Linked DNA regions of Mus musculus: regions 2, 3, 4 and 5 are each linked to region 1. A link is a contact called in public promoter capture Hi-C data. All regions are on one chromosome and are shown on one strand. Each heading gives the region's core, a stretch centred on a gene start, on an enhancer-like site or on the middle of the called end of the contact. The rest is flanking DNA. Distances are from core to core; before and after follow the strand shown.

Region 1 (3,774 bases), core at 679-3,178:
ACTGCATCTCCTTCCAGGATACAGGGGAATGAGATTTAGGTATCTACAGAGGAATCCTGGAACCAACCCCTGATGGAGTGGTATAAGGGGGACTATATATGGAATTAAAGCCGAAGGTAGGACATAGAGATGGGAAACTCTGTCGGGGGACACCAAGCTTGATGAGGACCCAGCTGGCTGGATACTGGTGGGAACACTTGAGACTGCCTGTGTTTAGAGAGTAGTTTAACCAGCTTCCCCAATACCTAGCCAAATGCTCTTGAGCAAGTCCCCCAAATCTCTTGTAACCCAATATCTTCCGGTGGACAATGAACATCATTAACAGAGCCTATCTTATCATCATGAGGACTAAGAATACACGTGTAAACCCTGCAGAACTGTTGTAGCCTTGGGGGAGGGGGAGTTCTGTCAATTTCAACTGAAAACTTAATCCGGTTATGAAGTGGATTATGTTGGTTCCAATACCAACTCTAACATATTATATTACATTGTCCTAGTAATATAGCACTGGGCCTTAATCTACACAGACCTCAATCTGCTACGTTTTTCAGTGAGATCAGATGAAGGCACCTTTAGATCCCCAATGCCCTTTAAGTGGTATGAATGTATTTACACGGCATCACCTACTTCAGCCAAAATGTTAAGATCAGAGTCAGTTATCAGGCAGGCCATCTCAATAATCTGATCCTTCTCAATATCCAATCCTGTCATCTGTAAAACATAAATAAACAAGCATATAACAAACACATGAAACCACCTTTTGTTTTGTTTTGTTTTTGTTTTATTTTTTTGAGACAGGGTTTCTCTGTGTAGCCCTGGCTGTCCTGGAACTCACTCTGTAGACCAGGCTGGCCTCGAACTCAGAAATCCACCTGCCTCTGCCTCCCAAGTGCTAGGATTAAAGGCGTGCTGCCCAAGTTTACTTGACAGAGATTCCTTTGTGTGGACCCAGCTCACATTCTATGACCAGTAATGGTCTGGGCAGTACTCAGGGTATTAAGTTCTGAGTGCTCAGAGACTGCTAAAGGCACTTCCTGCGGGCGGGCCAGCTACTGTCAAACACATTTGTCCTGGGAACAGACTCAAAATAAGCAGGATGAAAACTTGACTACAGAAAAGTGAGCTCACGAACGTTACCTCTCGGAGGTTTACAATGGTTTCCGAAGTTTTCCCAACAACAACAACAACAAAAAAAGTTAACAAATGAACTCAGTTCGTAAGCAGAAAACTGGAGTTCAAGAGAGGCCTAGGTATGAATGCGTTAAAACTAAAATGGGTAACCTGAATCTTCCAATGGGGCCTCAATTTTCTCTTTTATGGAATGAGGGGTAAGGCTGAGTCATCTCCTGAGTCCTAGCTTAAGCAACCTAGTCTTTTAAGGCTAGGAGGTGGGGACGGAGCAGGGCTCAGAGTCGCTGCCCCAACTCTCACCCACGATCCTCAGAGTCACTAACGCGTAACACAAATTCACTTCTGGGTGGAGGTCGAGGCTAGGGAGAGGGGAGACACATGGACGGCTCCACCCAGATGGAAAGAAACCCCACAGTCCAGGGACAGTCCCAGACCCCGCAAAAACTCTTGACTCGGGGCTCCTGGGGCCGTGCTCACCTGTCGCACCTGACACCCAGATCCCTGCTGCTTCCCGGGACAGGGGAGTCCCTCGGTCCCACGCGCGAATCTGCGCTCGCCTCCCCGCACCCTCCTCGCCCCGGCCGCACTCTCACCTCCAGGTCCACCCAGACCATTCGCTGAGCCATGCTCTCCCCTGCCGCCATGGCTGCGCTACCTTCGCTGACACCTCGCGCCCCGAACTGCCCGCGCCTGCCACCCACGCCCCGCAACAGCCTGGCGCCCAGGGATACGCCTAGCATCACCCGGCACGAGCCGCCACGGCCCCAGCCCCGCCGGCCCAGCGCGCGCAGGCGCCACAGTCGCTAAACGTCGCAAACCCACGGGGAGGTGCCGGGAGAAGACTACAAGCCCCGGCATGCGAGGCGTCGGCTCGCCCTCCACAGCTACTCTCGGCTGCCGAAAGGGCTGATGGGAGTAGGAGTCCTTGGTCCAGCCTCCTGCTCCCCTCCCCCGCCACGTGTTTTCGGATGTTAAGGGACTTGCTAGTATTTCACCGCTAAAGTTTGTCTGTTTCCAGGAGATATCATTCCTGAGTTTTTATTAGTTCTAAGCTGCGAAGTTGAAGAGGCTTTACTTTGAAAAATATGGTTATATGTTTAAGAATTGTTTTAAATCTACCTTTTCCTTACTGCTACCTCCCTCAGTTTTTCTTTTTTTTTTTTTTTTTACCTGCCCCTCCCTTCCGCGTATTGAGTATATTTCTTATTTACTTGGAATCCGAGTGACGTGCTCTTTTGAGCTACAAGGCCAATTCCGCCATCACCGTTTAGGAGTCCTTAAATGGTCTCTTTTCTGAAAGATGACTTCGCACATATCAGGTGTTCCATAAATGTTCCTTTCCCATTATTGGCAGAAGCCTTGTCTCGTTTTCTAGGATGCCAGGACGTGTAGGCTGTGTTTCGGTTGTTAGATCGTATACTATTCTACCTTTTGCAGCCCACTAAAGAGAGTTGGAATAGCTCTGCCTGCTCTGTCCTGCGCTCTGCCTTTGCCGATCGCTCTGGTTTTAATAGACGGGTCCTTAATCTCCCACAATAGATACGGTTTTCATCACCTACGCTCGAAGGGGCCTCTGCGGAGATCTTATATTTTAGCTCAGTAGCAAACGCCTCTGCAAAGGGCAATTTTGTCACAAACGTGCTCAGTCTTGAATCACATACTCTGTGTCTTTTTCTGAAAGCTGTGTTGCCAGTAATTACAGAGCTTGTGGTTGGTGGCATAGTTATTCCTACCCGGTGAGCTGGTTTTGTGAGACAAACATTGTTGCCTAATCAAAGCTTTAAGGATGCTGCAACCTACAAGTGGATTTCAGCTACTCCACCGGTGACCTGCCAAGCTTGGCCAGAGAAACGGAAAAAATCATGGAAACGGGTGTCAAATTACATGTTCAATTTTACTGCAGAATGGGTATGTATATTATAACGGCATTACCTAGTAGAACATACTGTTAAGTTTGTAATCATTTGTGGCCCTACTCATAGGAAGGAGAACTCTATTGTAGCATTGAAACTTTTTTTTTAAGACAAAGAGACACACTACAGAACCCAAGCTGGCCTGGAATTCTGCCTCCCAAGTACTAGGATTAAAAGTGTGCAACACCACACCTGGCTATATAGGAATTTGAATCCGCTGGGCTTATTCTCAGTATTACTTCTTTACATTTTGAAAGGATAACATCCTTAGGCTGGAGAGATGGCTCAAAGGTTAAGTAAGAGTACTTGCTGCTCTTGCAGGGGATTGAACTTCAGCTCCGAGGGATTGTGTTGCCCTCTTCAAACCTTAGTGGGCACCAGTAAACACACATACACACACGTACACACACATACACACTGCACAAATAGAGATCTTTTTTTTATTACACCTTTGGTGGTGGTATTTAACAATTTATATCCTGAAAAACCACACCCATGATTTTTTTTTAACAATGAATGGTTACATTTAACAATGAAAAATTATAGCTATGTAAATAGCCACAGGGAACCCTATCTCAAAAATAAACAGAAACTATGTGTGGGAGTTTTAGAACCTTTCACGTTTATTCAGCTAAGGTAATGTGTTCTGTTACAATGATAAGTACAGATTTAGTGTTCTTACCATAAATAAAACAGTTATTTTCCCTAAATTCTAAAGAAATTGCAAAAC
Region 2 (3,774 bases), core at 530-3,029, 2.1 Mb after region 1:
ATGATACCCAACTATGGTGCATGTAAGGATGAAGGGATGATGTACATTAGTCTTTAAAATTGCACAAAGCTGCTCAAAATTTGTTTTCCATGAGCACCATGTTATTCAGTCTTCACGATTCTCTGTCAAGTAGTCAAGATCCATGACGGATCAGTTCCAGGACCCTAAAGGTACTAAATCCAAGTATGGCCTGGTAAAGCATTTGCCTAGCCTAAGAGCTACCCTGGATAAAGTCCCTCGGTGACATCCATGCACACACAAAGCAATCCTAGGGCGCTCATTCCTCTTTTAGACTAGTATAATATTTGTATAGAAACTATGCTCCTGTGTATTTTAAAATAGGACTGTTTTTTTAGTCAGGTTCTTAAGTGGCCTCGGCCAGCCCTTAACTCATCTTCTTACTGCCACCACCTGCCAACAGACATGCTCTTCCAGTTAGGATGAGTGAGGGTATTTAGATTAATTATAATACTTAAAACTATGCAAATGTTATGTAAATGTTACGATGGAGATTAAAATAATGACCAAAGTGGGAAAGGTCTGTACGTGATCGATACAGATACAATATGATTCCCCAGACATTTTCGGTTGGCCTTTTAACCTATGGGGATCCCCGAGTTTGGACTCTACCCCAACTCCTCAAAATCAAATTCCTTAAAGCCGTAACCTGCCCCCAGGCTGCATGGACTCAGGCAACGGGTGTGTTAGTGTCCCGGCTAGAAATCAAATCTCAAAACTCCCCAAAATTCGCTTGCAAAGATATAAACACGAAGATTTGAAGGCATCAAACACCACGTATGTCAACAGTAAAAAAATAAACTGAATTGTAAAAAAGTTTTTAGATGACCTAAATATCTCTACTCAGGACATTTTGTTTCCTACACTGTACGGAACTTTCCAAAACCCAGAAGACAACGATATTCACATGTGTAGCTAGCAGGGGCTTGGTGCCACTGTCCCGATGCTCACTCACCCCTCGATCCTGAGGAAATCAGGCATCCTGTTAGTGTGAGACGAAGAACCACTCCATTACAAGATCTCCTCCGACCCAGGAAGCCAAGGAGTCAGGGCTGAAAGGCAGCTCTGCAGCTTCACCCGAGTCCTTCGTGAAAACGCAGCCTTCCCACCGGTTACTGTGCCCTCCTCACCCGAGGCCCAGGCTACGGCTGCCTTCCCCCAGCCGAGCCCGCCCGGCGGCTCGCTCTCGGGGACCCAGGCCAGAGGAGGCGCAGGCGCGGAAAGCGGCCTGCGGGCGGGCGGACCGGGGCATTCCCCGCTCTCGCTGGGCTGGGCCGGCGCCCGGCGGCTCGCTTTCACTCCCGGGACAGAATGGGGACACAGGGCTTGGGCACGGCCTTCCGTTGGGCCCCAGGAAGTATCTAGAGTGCCTCGGGGGGAGCTTGAGGTTTCCAAGGGGACGTGGGGGAAAGCGCCCCCATGTCTGTCAGCGGGCTCCCTGCCCCGCCGCAGCCCCGGCGCTCTCGGCGGCCTTCCCTCGCAACGCCCTCCCGACACAAACACACACACACACACACACCCATACCGTGCGCCGCAGCCTCGCGTGGCGGGGTGGGAGAAAAGGTGGCGGCTTCCTTCCGGGCCGGAAGTCGTGCTCCGGAGAAACGCTTCCCTCCCACCGGAGACTCCCACAGAGCGGGCTCGCCGGTCGCCGTGGAAGCTGACGGGTGCAGGAAGGAAGGCGGCGCTCTCCCGAGAGACAAGCGGGACGGCCTGCGGAGGAGCCAGTCCGGACCCGGAGAAGAGAACCGGAACTGGATATAGAGACACAGCTCTACTTTGCGCTCTCCGGACCCAGTTAGATGGTGTACCGGGACTGGTTACCATGGTAACCGGAGTCGCAGTTTGTCGGCAAACTGAGAGAAGACGTGCGCGTTTCCCCCACGTTTGGATTAAGTGTGTATTCGTTGTTGATTTAATCTAACTTTAATATATAATTTGAAGACTCTAAACCTCTTTTTAAAAATATTGGGAACTTTCTCTTTTGCAGAAGGAGGGTGATTGAAGGAGGGCGGAATCTTTGACTATTGCTCTCACATAATGTTCCAGCTTTAAATATTAGTGTTCTTAATCCTTATCTTTTTTTTAAAGATTCATTTATTTATTATATACAGTGTTCTGCATATATAGCTCTATGTCAGAAGAGGCGCCAGATCTCATTATAGAATTGTGAGCTACCATGTGGTTGCTGGGATTTGAACTCAGGACCTCTAAAAGAGCAGTCAGTGCTCCTAACCGCTGAGCCATCTCTCCAGCCCCCTCATCTTTATTTTGAGTATATACACTGCTTGCTCAAGGCAACATAGATGTCTGAAGTTTGCAAGAACGTAAGCATACTGGCTCCAGTGCGCCTACTTTTAACTACTATACTGTCTGTCTATGTATCTGTCTCCCCCGACCCCAGTCTCTCTACCCGTCTTTCTTTCACGCACACACACACACCCCTACCTCACAATTCCAGGTCTGGAAGGCACCAAGTCAGCCAATATCCAACTATTGGAACAAAAGTCCTTTCTGTTCCCTCTGTATTTATGAAGACCAGACGGAAGTACAGGTACAACGTAGGAATTTAGGAAGTGGTTCTACTCACAGACTGTAGGAAAGCCAAGATAAAGCAGTATGGGTGTGCAATCTTTTAGTTAAGACCCGCAGCACACTTGCAAAAGCCTTCCTCCTTCCCTGAAAGAAGAAACAGGGCAGTAAATACCTTACATGCCTTTTCTCAAGTCCTGTCTCTCTGCAGGTTCCAAAGGCCTGTCTCATCACCATCATGACGGTGTCCTCAAAGGGTCTTCTTACCCACATTTCCCAGTTCTGGAATATGCTCGATGATTTGGCTGAAAATGACCCCGAGCGCTACCGGAACTTCATTCAGCAGGAGTTGAAAGATGGCAAACAGCTCTGTGTCAACCCAGAACCTCAACTCTGCATACAGACCAAGATCCTAGTATGTAGAACTGATGCAAGGAAGGAGAGGTCTTCAGTAAAACTACTCTGGGTTAGCCAGGGGATACAGTAGCCTTTTCTAGCGCTACTTTAACACAAGAGAAGTTTACTAAAACTCTCTGAACAGAAAATGAAACCACATGGAAGATTTCACTGAAGGAGTAAAAATAAGAAATTCATACTTGGTATTTTAGAAATCCCCTAATGCAACTTTATTGTCCTGATAGGTGGAAAATAGTGCTATAATTAATTAAGGTTTTTTAAATGTATTTTATATGTGTGTGGGTTCAAGAGAGTGCATGTGCAAGGACAGAGGATGACTGGGGAGCAGGCTCTCGCCTTCGATGAGGTGAGGAAAGAATTCAGGCCATCAGCCTGGAGCCAGGTGCTCTGATCCACTGAGCCATCAAACTGGCCCAGAGGCAGTGAATGTATGTTTGTTGAGACAAGTCTCTTTAAGTAGTCCTGACTGTCTGATGCTATGTAAACCAGGCTGGCCTTGAACTCTGAGATCCTCCTGCCTCTGCATCCTGAGTGCTGGGATTAAAAGCTTCCTGGTTCTGATTTAATAAGACTCAGGCCTGGAGACATTTCCATTTCACTGTTAGTGAAATAATGAAGTGGTGCTGTGAGGTCCAGAACACGTGGAGCAGTGCTAACTTCAGCTCCTTCTCCTGTCCAGTTCCTCTGGGAGAGAACAGCAGTTGGATTTAGAATGAAGAGCCAGAAGCTTTGGGGAGATCAAGTAACAAAAAAGTGTGTCTCAGTGGTAGAATGCTTGCCTAGCATGTGAGGCTCTGAGTTGAATTT
Region 3 (3,774 bases), core at 401-2,900, 2.1 Mb after region 1:
GAGAAAGGGAGAGAGAAAGAGACAGAGAGAGAGAGAGGGAGAGAGAGAGAGAGAGAGAGGTCCGAGGAAATAGAAGCGGAGGTAGAAAAGCCACACTTAGTAGAGTAAAAGTACAAGCTATACTTAGACTGTATCTACTCTGAAGAACACACCAAAAAGAGAATTGGTGCCCTCGGCCTTTATTCCTTGTAATTATTACCTTCTCCGCAGCCCAGAGTGACAATGTGCCTCTGGCATGAAAGCAATATCCCATCCTTTCAGGCCAACCAAGGAGAAAATCCATCCTAATACTACTTGGGAGGCTGGATGGCCCAGTGGTTAAGAGCACTTGCTCCTGTACCAGAGGACCCAGGTTGGTTCCAGACTCAACCTTCTGCAGCCCCAGTTCCAGAGATAATCTGGTGCCCTCTTCTGGTCTCCATGGGCACTGCATTTAGTGTGTGTGTGTGTGTGTGTGTGTGTGTGTGTGTGTGTGTGTGTGTGTGTGTGTGTGTGTGTGTGTACACTTCTGCACGCACACACGTGCATGCATACACACATAGAAGAAATAACTGCATCAGATCCTCTGTGTACACATTATGGCTATTAGGTTGGTGTTTTTGTGAGCCTCTTAACAGTAGGAACGGGTGTATCTCTGACACTTTTGCCTGTTCTTGAGACTCTTTTCCTTCTATTGGAATGCCTTGTCCCAGCCTCCACTAGGATTTTTGCTTTGTCTTATTGTAGCGTGTTTTGTCCGTCTGGCTAGCCTCCCTTGGAGGGAGAAAATGGAGGGGGACTGGATCTAGAGGAGAGCTAGGAGAAGGGGAGGGAGGGGAAACTGCGGTTAGGATGTAGTCTATGAGAGAAGAATCTATTTTCAATTTTAAAAGCTTAAAGAAAAAAAAAAAAGATCTGGCTTCGGGACAGGGAGATGGCTCAGCGGGTGAGGTGCTTGATTCTGAGCCTGTTGACCTGAGTTGGGTCCCCAAAACTCACACGGTGAAAAGAGCTGACTCCTGCAGGGTGCCTTCCGACCTTCACAGGAGTGTGTTCCTCCCTGCATCTGAGCACATACAAGATAAGTGGCGCACGCCTTTAATCCCAGCACTCAGGAGGCAGAGGCAGGTGGATTTCTGAGTTCGAGGCCAGCCTGGTCTACAGAGTGAGTTCCAGGACAGCCAGGGCTACACAGAGAAACCCTGTCTCAAACAAACAAACAAACAAAAAGTAAGTGCTTAAGAATTCTTTTTTTGGCTCACTGTGTAGTCAGTTGAGGGCCAGTCACTCTGTGGCTGGAACTCTGGAGTGCCTATGGCACTGTCACCATTTAATCCATCTCACGCTTTAGCTCTGTGGTGGGGAAGGAGTCTCTAAAGCACTGCAGCCCGCACTTCTTGGAGCTCTGCACTTTACACTCGCTGTCGCCAGTTTGCTGTTAGCCCTGTGGTCACTTTGAAGCTCCTGCCTTTGGGTCATGTTTAACCTTCCAATTGGTTACCAACTGTGTAGCCTATACACTGACTCTTAAGGCCAACGCTGGCTCACTTTGAATCTGGCCACAGAAAGCCAGCACTTAAAAAAACAACAACACAAAACCCATACAGGGAGCTGGCAGGCTTTCACCACAGCACCTGAACTCTGCCTTGGTAGTCTGTAATTAGTTACTTATTATGTATTGTTTGCATTGCATGTGCTTATGCAGTTTGTAGGGTAAACAGTGGGTCATTTCACCTCCACCCTGTGGGTCCCGAGGCTCAAATTCAGGCTGTCATGCTCAGCAGTTAAATAACCTCACCTGCCGAGCCCTCTCGTCCTCCTGTATCTTTTTTATTATATCAGCTTTTCCTTTTAGTGGCGTGTGGTTCATGTGTGTCACAGCACAGCTGTAGAGATCAGGGAACAATGGGAGTCACCTTCCCACCACGTGAATCCCTGTCAGGCTTGGCAGCAGGTGTCTTTACCCACTGAGCCATCTCTCCGGCCCCTTTTCCAAGCCCGTGAGCTCTGATCATGCCGCCTGACATACTGATACAAATGGTTGCCCTTTCATGGAAACCCTTCCCGGCCTTGCCGCCCAGGCCATCCTCCGGGAGTGAAATGTACAGTGTGGTTCATCAAGGCTCACAGTCAGCGCACCCAGAACACAGACTGAGAAAGCTTGGCACTCACCCGAATGATAGCACAGTTCTAACCCCTACCACTCCACCTTCATGCTTAAGCTGCCCGTTTCTGCCCATCATGAGCCCTTTCGTCCCGTGGCATTCTATGTGAACTACTCATTTGCTAAGTCACACAAAGCTAAACTCAGTTCTAATTCCCAATTGTGGATGTACTTACTTTTAATTATTGTTTTTTGGGTTTGTTAAGTAAGGGTCTCACTCTGTAGCTGGCTTGGAACTTACTGTGGTCTACGTTGGCCTCAAACTCCCAGCAATCATCCCCCAGACTCGCAGAGAGTGGGATCACAGGCATCTACCACCATACCTGGCATAACCCTGGTTTTTTGTTGTTGTTGGGGTTTTGTTTGTTTTTTGTTTTTTCGAGACAGTGTTTCTCTAAGTAGCCCTGGCTGTCCTGGAACTCACTCTGTAGCCCAGGATGGCCTCAAACTCAGAAATCCGCCTGCCTTTGCCTCCCAAGTGCTGGGATCACAGGCATGCGCCACCACTGCCCGGCATAACACTGTTTTAATGAATAAAACTACAGCCTGCCTGGCAGGCCACTACTCAGGCTAGTCAGATGGCTTGAGCCCAGGATTTTGATGCTAGCCTGGGCAACAAACTAAGGCACCATTTGAAACTAGAACAAAACAAGTGAGTTTTGTGGTTTCACAACTGTAACTCCAGCACTTGAGGGGCAGAAACAGAAAGATTGCAAAGTTTGAGGCCATCCTGGTCTACCTACAGAGAATTTCAGATCAGTATGAGCTTGTAAGAGTCTATTTCAAACATGTAAGCACCAACCAAAACCCAAATATTAGAGAATACTAGCACATAAAAAAAAAGTACAATGTATTTTCATTATATAATATTTTATTTAAAAATTTTGTTTTTTCAGAGTACACTTTCTTTCTCATTAACAACTCCCACGGTGGGAAGACAGTTTATCACTTAGTCTTATACTTTTGGACAGCTCACTTCTGCACAATTGAGATACATTTGAAGAGTAGTCTGTTTGCAATCTGTCATATTTTAATCCACAAACAAGGAGAACTCCCTAAATTGAACTTGTCTAAATCCAGCTTTCCTCAACCTCCTTCCTAAGACTTAGACAAATTAGTCATTGAGAGCATCTCCTGATTAAATGTTCCCTAGAAGCAGAGCCATCAACAGAGCTGGTGTCACCTGAACAAGAATGGGAGGTTCCAAAGGGAATACTTTCGAGCTTCATGCAAAGTCTAACTCAGGAGGGAACAGGCCTCCCTCCTGGCTGAAGAGATGCTCTTATCCTGACAGCAATCAGCTGGCTCTCCTTAAGAAATGGTGGTCAAAGGCAACATGAGCTCATGAAATGTTCAGTCTCACCGCGAGGCTGTGAGCTAGTGCCCACACTCAGTGGAGTATGGAACACAGACTCACGAATGGTCGAACCTAACTCCTCAAACCTCTTCCTCAACAAATAAATTCTGAAAATAACCATGTAATTAGAAGACATTCTGCCCACCAATGGGCTTATCCTTCATCCCCCCTCACTGCGAGGTGAACGGCATTGGTAAAGCAGAGGCAAGGAGGCACACAATCAAAGTGCTGCACCCAGGTCAGAGCTTCCACAGCATGGCAACCGCTCTGCAGA
Region 4 (3,774 bases), core at 595-3,094, 2.1 Mb after region 1:
CAGAAGTGGGTGTTGGATTCCAGGGGACTGCCATTAAAGATGGTTGTAAGCCACCATGTGCATGCTGGGAATGAAACCCAAATCATTTAGAACAGCAGCCAGCGTCCTTAACCACTGAGCCATCTCTGTGGCGTCTTCATGTTAGATTATATTTACATATCTGTCTGCTCTATGCTCCATGTTACTGATCCTATTATACTCCTCAAACTTTTTGTATGGAGTACTTGATATGGCTGCCACCACCTGCTTACGCCTGTTTCCATTCTTGGCTTGGGAGATGAGCTATTCTAACATTTAACTGCTCTTTTAACTTTGCTGCTGTTTAACTATTCTGCTTCCCGTCAGCTTCCTTCTTCATTAGCTGGTAACTTTAGGCAAACATCTTAACCCTGCCAAACCTCAAGTTTTATCGAAAATAAAATAAGGGTTAAGAGAGGTTAATGACTCCTACTCAGACCTCCCATCATAATGAAATGCAATGATACTTAGCAAATGTTAATCTCCTCTACTGACCTCTTATCACCAAGGAAATGTCAAAGTATAACCTTGGACCTTTACCCTTTAATTTCAACGTTGGCCCTTAGTAATCTCATCTTGATTCGTAAGTTCTCCAGTTATGTCTTCGACCCGACTCTCAACTCTTTATCTCCTCTTCTGAATCAGCTCTTCCACCAGCAAACATCTCGCTTCAGTCTCTCTGTGGGCACTGAATTCATTTTGCTCACTCTCCTTACAGCACAGTTCTTCTGACCCCAGTGGCACAGGCCAGTAGGGGAAATTTGAAAAAAAGATGACTCTGTGGCTTACATATAAATTCCCCAGGCTCAAAATTCTGCACGGGTAACTCTGTCTTCATCAGTCTCTCTCCTGGGACTACAGATTTTTTCCTATCCGAAGCCCATCTTCCTCAGCCCTGGTACCTCAACTTCTCCTTCCTATGTGTCACTTCCTGCTGCCTAACTCAGGCCCTTGACTCTTTCTTGGCAGCCTCTCAGTTGAAGTCTGGAAAGAGAAACTTAGTGAGATGAGTTCCTGGAGCCACTGGACCATCTTAAGGGTTAGAGACCTCAGACAATTGCCTCCAGCTCTCATCAGGTCTAGAGATTCTAATTTATCTGGATGAGCGGGGAAGATGCTTTTCCACCAGTGCAATAATGTGAATATTAAATCTCCTACATGTAAATCTGGCTGCATCATTCATTCCTCCATGTGAATTCCATCCATTCAATCACAAATCACTTGTAATTGTTGAAACTACCTGAGCAGGCGAGGCACTTAAAGACCTCGTATGGCCCTCAGCCCACCCTAGCTGTTCACTCCAGCCTAGCTGGATTGCTCCCTAGTCTCATGACCATTCTATTCTCTTCACTTAGGATATTTCTCATCTCCTTCAGATGAAACTTGCATATGCAACTCAACCTTCAAGTTCCAATTTCTGGGTCACCTGCTTCTTAAGCACCGAATTCCCATTTCCTCGCTACAACTTCGGAGAGCTTTCTGGTGGCCCTTATCTTGCTGTCCTGTGTGATAAAAGGCCAGTGCACTTTACAACCTCTCCTGGCAGTATTCTTTGAATACAAAGTCTAGCTATACCTCCCCACTCCTAGCACCTAGCATGCTGCCTTACATACAATACAGCATACTATATAAGTTACTATGGTTAAATAACTTTATAATTAACTGTGCATATTGTTGCCATTTCTGGCAGTTCTATAATTAACCAATCACTGAAAATAAATCCTTGAAGTAGTAACTATAATAGAAAGCTACAGAACAAAAACCACAGGGTTTGAGACAGTTCCCCAGAATGCAAATAGGAGAACCAAACATTTGCATCCGAATACAAAGCAGTGGTTTTCAGCTGGGAAAACTCAGGATAGAGAAAAACCCTTTGAGGCATCCAGGACAAATCAGATCTCTGGGCTGAATCCTGCCCCAGTGCGTCACATTAGCTGACTGAACACTGGCTGTTCCCACAACGATGAGTACACCAATCCTGTGGTTGGTAAAACAAGCTTGCTTTCACTTCTCCCCTGTGGTGTGCTGCCTGCATCACACAAAGAGGCTTTGGAAGCCTGCTATAATCCTCAGGCCCCGGGCGCAGCAGTCCAACTGCAGACTGGTAAGTGGCCCAGGAAAGGAACGGGTAGAGGGGAGTCCCCTACCTGGGCGATGGTACACTGCCACAGGAAGAACCCTGCGGTGTCAAGAAGGCTGCTGAGGAAACGCAGAAACAGTTGAGAAATAGTATTTAACTCAGTTCTTAACTCAGGTCTTGAGATTTCTGAATCTGCAGCCACTGGCCTGATTAAGTAAATAATGAGCCTGGGTTGTCCCTGGCTCTGAGATCAAATGGGACTGGAGGGGAGGGAAAAGGAGAGGCGGGGCTCAAAACACTAACTTAGTCTCAGTTCTATGGCAAGTGTCCTAACCAACTCTAACCTTTGACATTAAAATTGGACCAATAATAGCCTCCCTCCTTAACCATTCCTTATTGGAATTTGCCCCCACCTGCCGCTAAGTCCATGGAACCAGATTCAGGGGTTCATTGTACAACTTCTCTCCTCTGAAATGATTCAGACAGAATGAAGTTTCAATTTAGACTGGCAGGCAATAGCTCACCCTTTTCCCTTTCCTCTCATCCCTTTTCTTTTACATTCATTAGGTGTTTGGGGTGGGAGGGGCGTTGTTTTTGGTTTAGTTTGCGTTGAGCTGGGTTTTCAAGACAGGGTCTTTCTGTATAGTCCTGGCTGTCTAGGAGCTCACTCTGTAGACCAGGCTGATCTCGAACTCACAGAGATCCACATGCCTCTGCCTCCTGAGTGCTGAAATTAAAGGTGATATTCATTAGTTTTATGAAAAGCATTCTCTCACAATAAAGCACAGACAGGAGACCATAAATACATATCACAGTACATAATTTTATTATTTTAACAAGTATCTTTGAGAACCTAAATAACAAACACTGCTTGGAAGCAAAAATAACAAAAAATGAGATTCAGCACCCCATTATTTTGTTATTGTTTTTTCTTTTCTTTTAATTCTAGCAATCTATGCAGAGCAGCTGGAATTCTCTGAGAGCTTAAGGACAGCCTGGCCTACAGAGTGAGTTCTAGGCCATCCAGGGTTTCATAGGTCCTGCCTCAAACAAACATGTAACTTGATGGAATGAAAATTTACAAGTTTACAAGCATCCAGGTAAAAAGATACTGCCTAATTTAAAAATACAAATTCCTTGTGGTGCCCTATTCTTATATTAGAAAATATACACAGAAAAGACCAATTGTCTATATGATAAAAAGTGGAGATAGATTTTTTTGGAGCCAACTAATGTTATATATTTCATAGACCATTTTTAATAAAATCATAAATGTGCTTTATTTGAATAGAGGAGGAATTTTTCATCTAAGAGATCCTCTGGACCAGCATTTCTCAAACCTGTGGGTCATGACCCGTTTGGGGTCAGACAACCCTTTCACAGGAGTCTCCTAAGACCATCAGAAAACACCGATATTTACATCCTGATTCATAACAGTAGCAAAATTACAGTTATGAATCAGAAATAAAAATAATTTTATGTTGAGAGTCACAACAACATGAGGAACTGTAATGGAGAGTTGCAGCATTTGGAAGGTTGAAAACCACTTCTCTAGACCAAATTCCACTTCATATTATCATAAGATAGGAGTGGCCTGCTGAAGCCATGTTTAAGCCATGATCTCCTGAGTCCCACATTACTAATTTCCTTTCCATATCATCCACTCTAACTAAAGC
Region 5 (3,774 bases), core at 344-2,843, 2.0 Mb after region 1:
TTTCTATCAAGAACCAACACTCCACTCTCTAATTAAACTAGATTACCACATAAATCATCCAAGACCTTCATCTCAACCCACTTAGTCCACAGTAAGATGTCAACAACTCTGCCCATAGTCAGCACTGTCTCTCCTGCCCTCTCTCTGTCGAGGTCTCCTCTATCCCTGGCTGGCCTCAAACTCACTAGGTAACTTAGCACGACTTCCAACTTCTGACCCTCTTGCCTCCACCTCCCAAGTCCTGAGATCTATGTAAGCAGGCACTGTGTAGTCAAGCACTCTACCTACTGTGCTACATCCCGGCTCCACCTTCCAATTCAACAAGCCCTGAGTATTAGCTATGGGATAAGAGATGAAGCAAGGAGCAGTGATAAGCACGAAGACATACATATCCTCCAGCGGCTTAAAAACGTCATTCCTCCTGACAAATAATGACCTCAGGCTCTTCTTTTCACAATCTTGCCCTCCTCTGCCTCAGCAGTTGCCTAGTGGAAACCTTACCAATGTGTTCCAGGACACTCAAGTCAGGTGAAACTTTAAACTTACTACACATGGCTGTCATTCCAGACAGAAAACAATTAGCTTAATGAATCTGTATCAGTCAACTTATCTGTGCATCCTTACTAACCTTGTGTGTAAGCTTCCTATTATAAAAATCCCTTTTGAGAGGCCGGAAGGATGGCTTAGCAGTTAAGAGTGCTTACTGCTACTGCAGAAGACCAGGGTTCAGGTCCCAGCCCACCCACGTGACAGCTCAGAAGCCTGTAACTCCAGTTTCAAGGAATCCTCTTTTGGCTTCCACAGACTCTTTCGTGCAAGCTGTGCACACAGCACACAAGCACACACAAACACAACTTTTTATTTAAATTCTTTAAACTCTTTCTTATCCCCTTCACTCTCTCCTACTGCGCACTTAGAGCAGTACAGCTCACAAGACTTTTGAAGAAAATTCTCACTGTACCCAACTTGACCACACGGAGGGGTGGGGGTAGAGGGATGACAAGTGTCAGCTGTTCCCTATGACAACCCTGTTGTTAGAAAAGGCCGTTCTCTGATGATGACATGCAGATCCAAAGAGCAAACCTTCAAGTGAGTAACGAAGCTCCCTTTGAAACCAACTCTCAGGTGCGGTCTTGTTTCTCTGGGATTCAATTCCCGACTGTGTTGCTCCTTTGGAAAGTATCAAGGCTGGTTTTACTTTTTTGGTAAAAGGGGGATGAAAACTACCTTGGGTTGCACCCGGTAGCCCATGCTCCTGTCATTGTACCTCTGGATGTGGGCAACCTCTGGAGGGAAACTCTCCAGAGTGGATCCTCCGGGATCGGAGCTATACCGCCCTCTCCCGGGTGAGTGCCGGTAGTGCAGCTCCGCACCTTCACCATTTCCTCTTCGGCCCGCCCCAGCTCGGCTCTAACCCACGCGCGTGGCCACGCCCCCCAGGGACATAGCGGGACAAGACCCGCGCGTGCGGTGACACACGTGGGCACACCCCACCTGTGCAGCCGGTGGCTCGCGCTGAAGGACACGAGGCGCGACAGTCGCGCGCGGCGACGAAGGTCACCCGCCGCGCTCATGGTCTTCGGACCGAAGACTCACAAGCTAGCGGTTCCGGCTTCCGGGACCGAGGCCAGTCCCGCCCCCGCGGCTGCGCAGTGCAAACTCGGCCCTCCCTGCCGAAAGCACTCCTGGGAGTGGTTTCGACTCGCGGCACCCTTCGGCCGACTTGGAGGCAAACACTAGCGCCCCCTGCTGTTCAGTCTTCGCTAGGCAGTCAGAAATACCTGGGGCCAGTGGGTGGGTGAGAAGCCAGAGGCCTGGATTTTTAAATTGCCAGGTTAGTTTGTGTCTTCTTCTTTCGCTTCATTTTTGACAGTCCTGGGTTTGACAAATCCAATGTCTGGGTGCCCTTATCAGATGTTCTCCAGCCCGGTACCACATTGAAAGTGTCCTTAACCAAAAAGAAACCCCAGCTAAGGATGGCAATGCACTGTCATTAGAGTTACCCTGCAGGCTGAAGCTGGGGCATTGATTTTAGGAGTCCCGATCTGTTCTAGGCAACATAGTAAAACACTAGCTTAAGTGGAAAATAAAGGAAAATTTTGACATCTCAATATCCAAGTGAGAGAATGTCATACAAAGAGACTTCCTCAAACCAGAGACAGCCAGAAAACAGATTCACCGTTCAGAGCCCTCAGAAGGAATACGCTGTTCCTGGTTTTAGATTCCTGGCTTTCAGAGTTTTTGAAATGGAAAGGTATTCCAGTGTAATCCCAACCGCTCTTGTGCAACATTTGCTGGTTCTGTGTTTAGATATTTGTCTCAGAAGGTTAGCTTCTATTAAATGTTGTCAGTCAGAGATGGCATATATCAGTGATCCCAGCACTGAGGCTGAAGCAGGAGGGTGACAAGCTCAAGGTCCGTCTCAAAAGGATAAAATCCTATACATAATTCAAATGGACACCTTTGGCAAGGCAGCCCCCACATCACCCATCCATTAATTAAATTTTAAAAACTAAATTAAAAAAAATGTTTACCCAAGTATCTTTGGCTGTCCTGGAACTTGGTCTGTAGACCAGACTGGCTTGGAACTCACCTGCCTCTGCCCCTCTGCCTCACAAATGCTCGGATTAAGGGCCTGCATTACCACCACAGTTAAGACCTTAATCCCAGATGCTTTAAGTATTAGACACATGTACTTCAGAACAACAAAATGGTCCCTGTTATCTGAAAATTCAGTTTAATGGGGGCAGTCCAACAAATAATATGTCAAGTGAAAAATTACCATTTCTGTGTCAGAGAGTAAAAGAAAGCTTCCAAGAGCAAATTAGTCTGAGATGGGTTTTAAGGAGTCCAACAGATGGGTAAATAGAAAATCCCAAGAGGAAAGAGTTTAAGCAAAGGAAATGTGGAAACGTAGCTTGCTTAATGCACAGTGACAAATTCTTGGCTACCTTGGGGTGCATGCAAAACGGAGGAGAGTGTATTGGAAATATTGACTGAAGACCAAGTAGTGGAAGAATTGTAAATGTCTTTCTACATATAACGGAAAAGAGACCCTGCCTTTCCCCTCCCATCTAGTTTTTCTCCAAGAGAAAGGAATTCCCAACTGTTAAAATAACATTTTCAGGCATAATGGAGTCTTGCTTGCCCAGATAAGTGTGGCCTACTCTCTGGTGCTATGCACACAGGAAGGAAAGGAGGAGAAGGAAGAAGAAGAGGAGGAAGAGGAGGAGGAAGAAGAAGAGGAGGAGGAGGAAGAGGAGGAGGAGGAAGCCAATCCTGGCCATCTTACATTCCGTTCTGCATCTTGCTTTCTTGTTGTAGGCTGAGCCAGGAGCAGGCCCTCTCATTCTCCTTTTCCTCTCACTTATGCACTGAGTACCACTGCTGTGTTGAGATAAAGTGAAGGTTCATGTGCAGGAAAGAGATGCATTCAGGTATGCGTGCTTCTCAGAAGTTAGAACCCATCGGGCCTGCATGTCTAGACAAGCTATGTTAAACCTCCATGTTTGATCTGAGGAAATACATGGGGTGCTTTTTCCCCATAGACATCTGCGAACATCCAGAGACTTATCCTCTCAAGGTGACTGGCTTCCGTGCTCCCACATCTGTAATCTTAGCTCTGTCTATGCATCACACTCTGCCTCTCACAAAACCACACACAGGACTTAGCCCTATAAGTTACTGTCACCGTGCAAACCTCTACACAAGACATTTATGTGTAAGGTACACTTCCCTGAAGAGGAAAGGGTTAATGGGATTTAGAATAATCCC

The links. Promoter capture Hi-C pulls out the DNA fragments that hold promoters and counts their contacts.
Region 2: a promoter capture Hi-C map of erythroid cells shows a contact between it and region 1, with 7 times the contacts expected there. The contact joins the promoter of Nkapd1 here to the promoter of Rexo2 in region 1. A contact is called at or near these places in 2 of 39 promoter capture datasets (erythroid cells and pre-B cells) and 1 of 115 datasets of contacts at active chromatin or transcription factors (T-cell acute lymphoblastic leukemia).
Region 3: a contact with region 1 is called in a promoter capture Hi-C map of liver, with 2.7 times the contacts expected there. The contact joins the enhancer-like site here to the promoter of Rexo2 in region 1. A contact is called at or near these places in 5 of 39 promoter capture datasets (the 3T3-L1 cell line, erythroid cells, hippocampal neurons and 2 more), 2 of 115 datasets of contacts at active chromatin or transcription factors (T-cell acute lymphoblastic leukemia and thymic regulatory T cells) and 1 of 9 other capture datasets (adipose tissue).
Region 4: a contact with region 1 is called in a promoter capture Hi-C map of liver, with 5 times the contacts expected there. The contact joins the promoter of Il18 here to the promoter of Rexo2 in region 1. A contact is called at or near these places in 4 of 39 promoter capture datasets (the C10 cell line, hippocampal neurons, liver and 1 more).
Region 5: a contact with region 1 is called in a promoter capture Hi-C map of pre-B cells, with 5 times the contacts expected there. The contact joins the promoter of Pts here to the promoter of Rexo2 in region 1. A contact is called at or near these places in 8 of 39 promoter capture datasets (the 3T3-L1 cell line, 3T3-L1-derived adipocytes, the C10 cell line and 4 more) and 1 of 115 datasets of contacts at active chromatin or transcription factors (large pre-B cells).

What each region holds. Positions count from the first base shown.
Region 1 is chr9:48,478,683-48,482,456 of GRCm38.p6, forward strand. Rexo2 (RNA exonuclease 2) reads right to left here and starts at 1,929. Exons shown (of 7, transcript NM_024233.4): 1 at 1,725-1,929; 2 at 628-711. The coding sequence starts at 1,871.
Region 2 is chr9:50,615,685-50,619,458 of GRCm38.p6, forward strand. It overlaps Nkapd1 (NKAP domain containing 1), which reads right to left and starts at 1,780. Exons shown (of 6, transcript NM_212449.2): 1 at 1,544-1,780. It overlaps Pih1d2 (PIH1 domain containing 2), which reads left to right and starts at 1,637. Exons shown (of 6, transcript NM_028300.2): 1 at 1,637-1,914; 2 at 2,762-2,965. The coding sequence starts at 2,789.
Region 3 is chr9:50,593,346-50,597,119 of GRCm38.p6, forward strand. It overlaps Sdhd (succinate dehydrogenase complex, subunit D, integral membrane protein), which reads right to left. Exons shown (of 4, transcript NM_025848.3): 4 at 2,995-3,774. The coding sequence ends at 3,740. Among named protein-coding and RNA genes, the nearest start is that of Sdhd, 8.6 kb to the right of the region's middle. Within about 2 kb of position 1,651, at least 56 of the 459 cell types and tissues checked have an H3K27ac peak or open chromatin away from gene starts, as enhancers often do. A contact at or near this core is called in erythroid cells and liver, where this site is marked.
Region 4 is chr9:50,552,856-50,556,629 of GRCm38.p6, forward strand. Il18 (interleukin 18) reads left to right here and starts at 1,845. Exons shown (of 7, transcript NM_001357221.1): 1 at 1,845-2,122. It overlaps Bco2 (beta-carotene oxygenase 2), which reads right to left and starts at 2,283. Exons shown (of 12, transcript NM_133217.3): 1 at 2,166-2,283.
Region 5 is chr9:50,527,063-50,530,836 of GRCm38.p6, forward strand. It overlaps Pts (6-pyruvoyl-tetrahydropterin synthase), which reads right to left and starts at 1,594. Exons shown (of 6, transcript NM_011220.3): 1 at 1,495-1,594. The coding sequence starts at 1,574.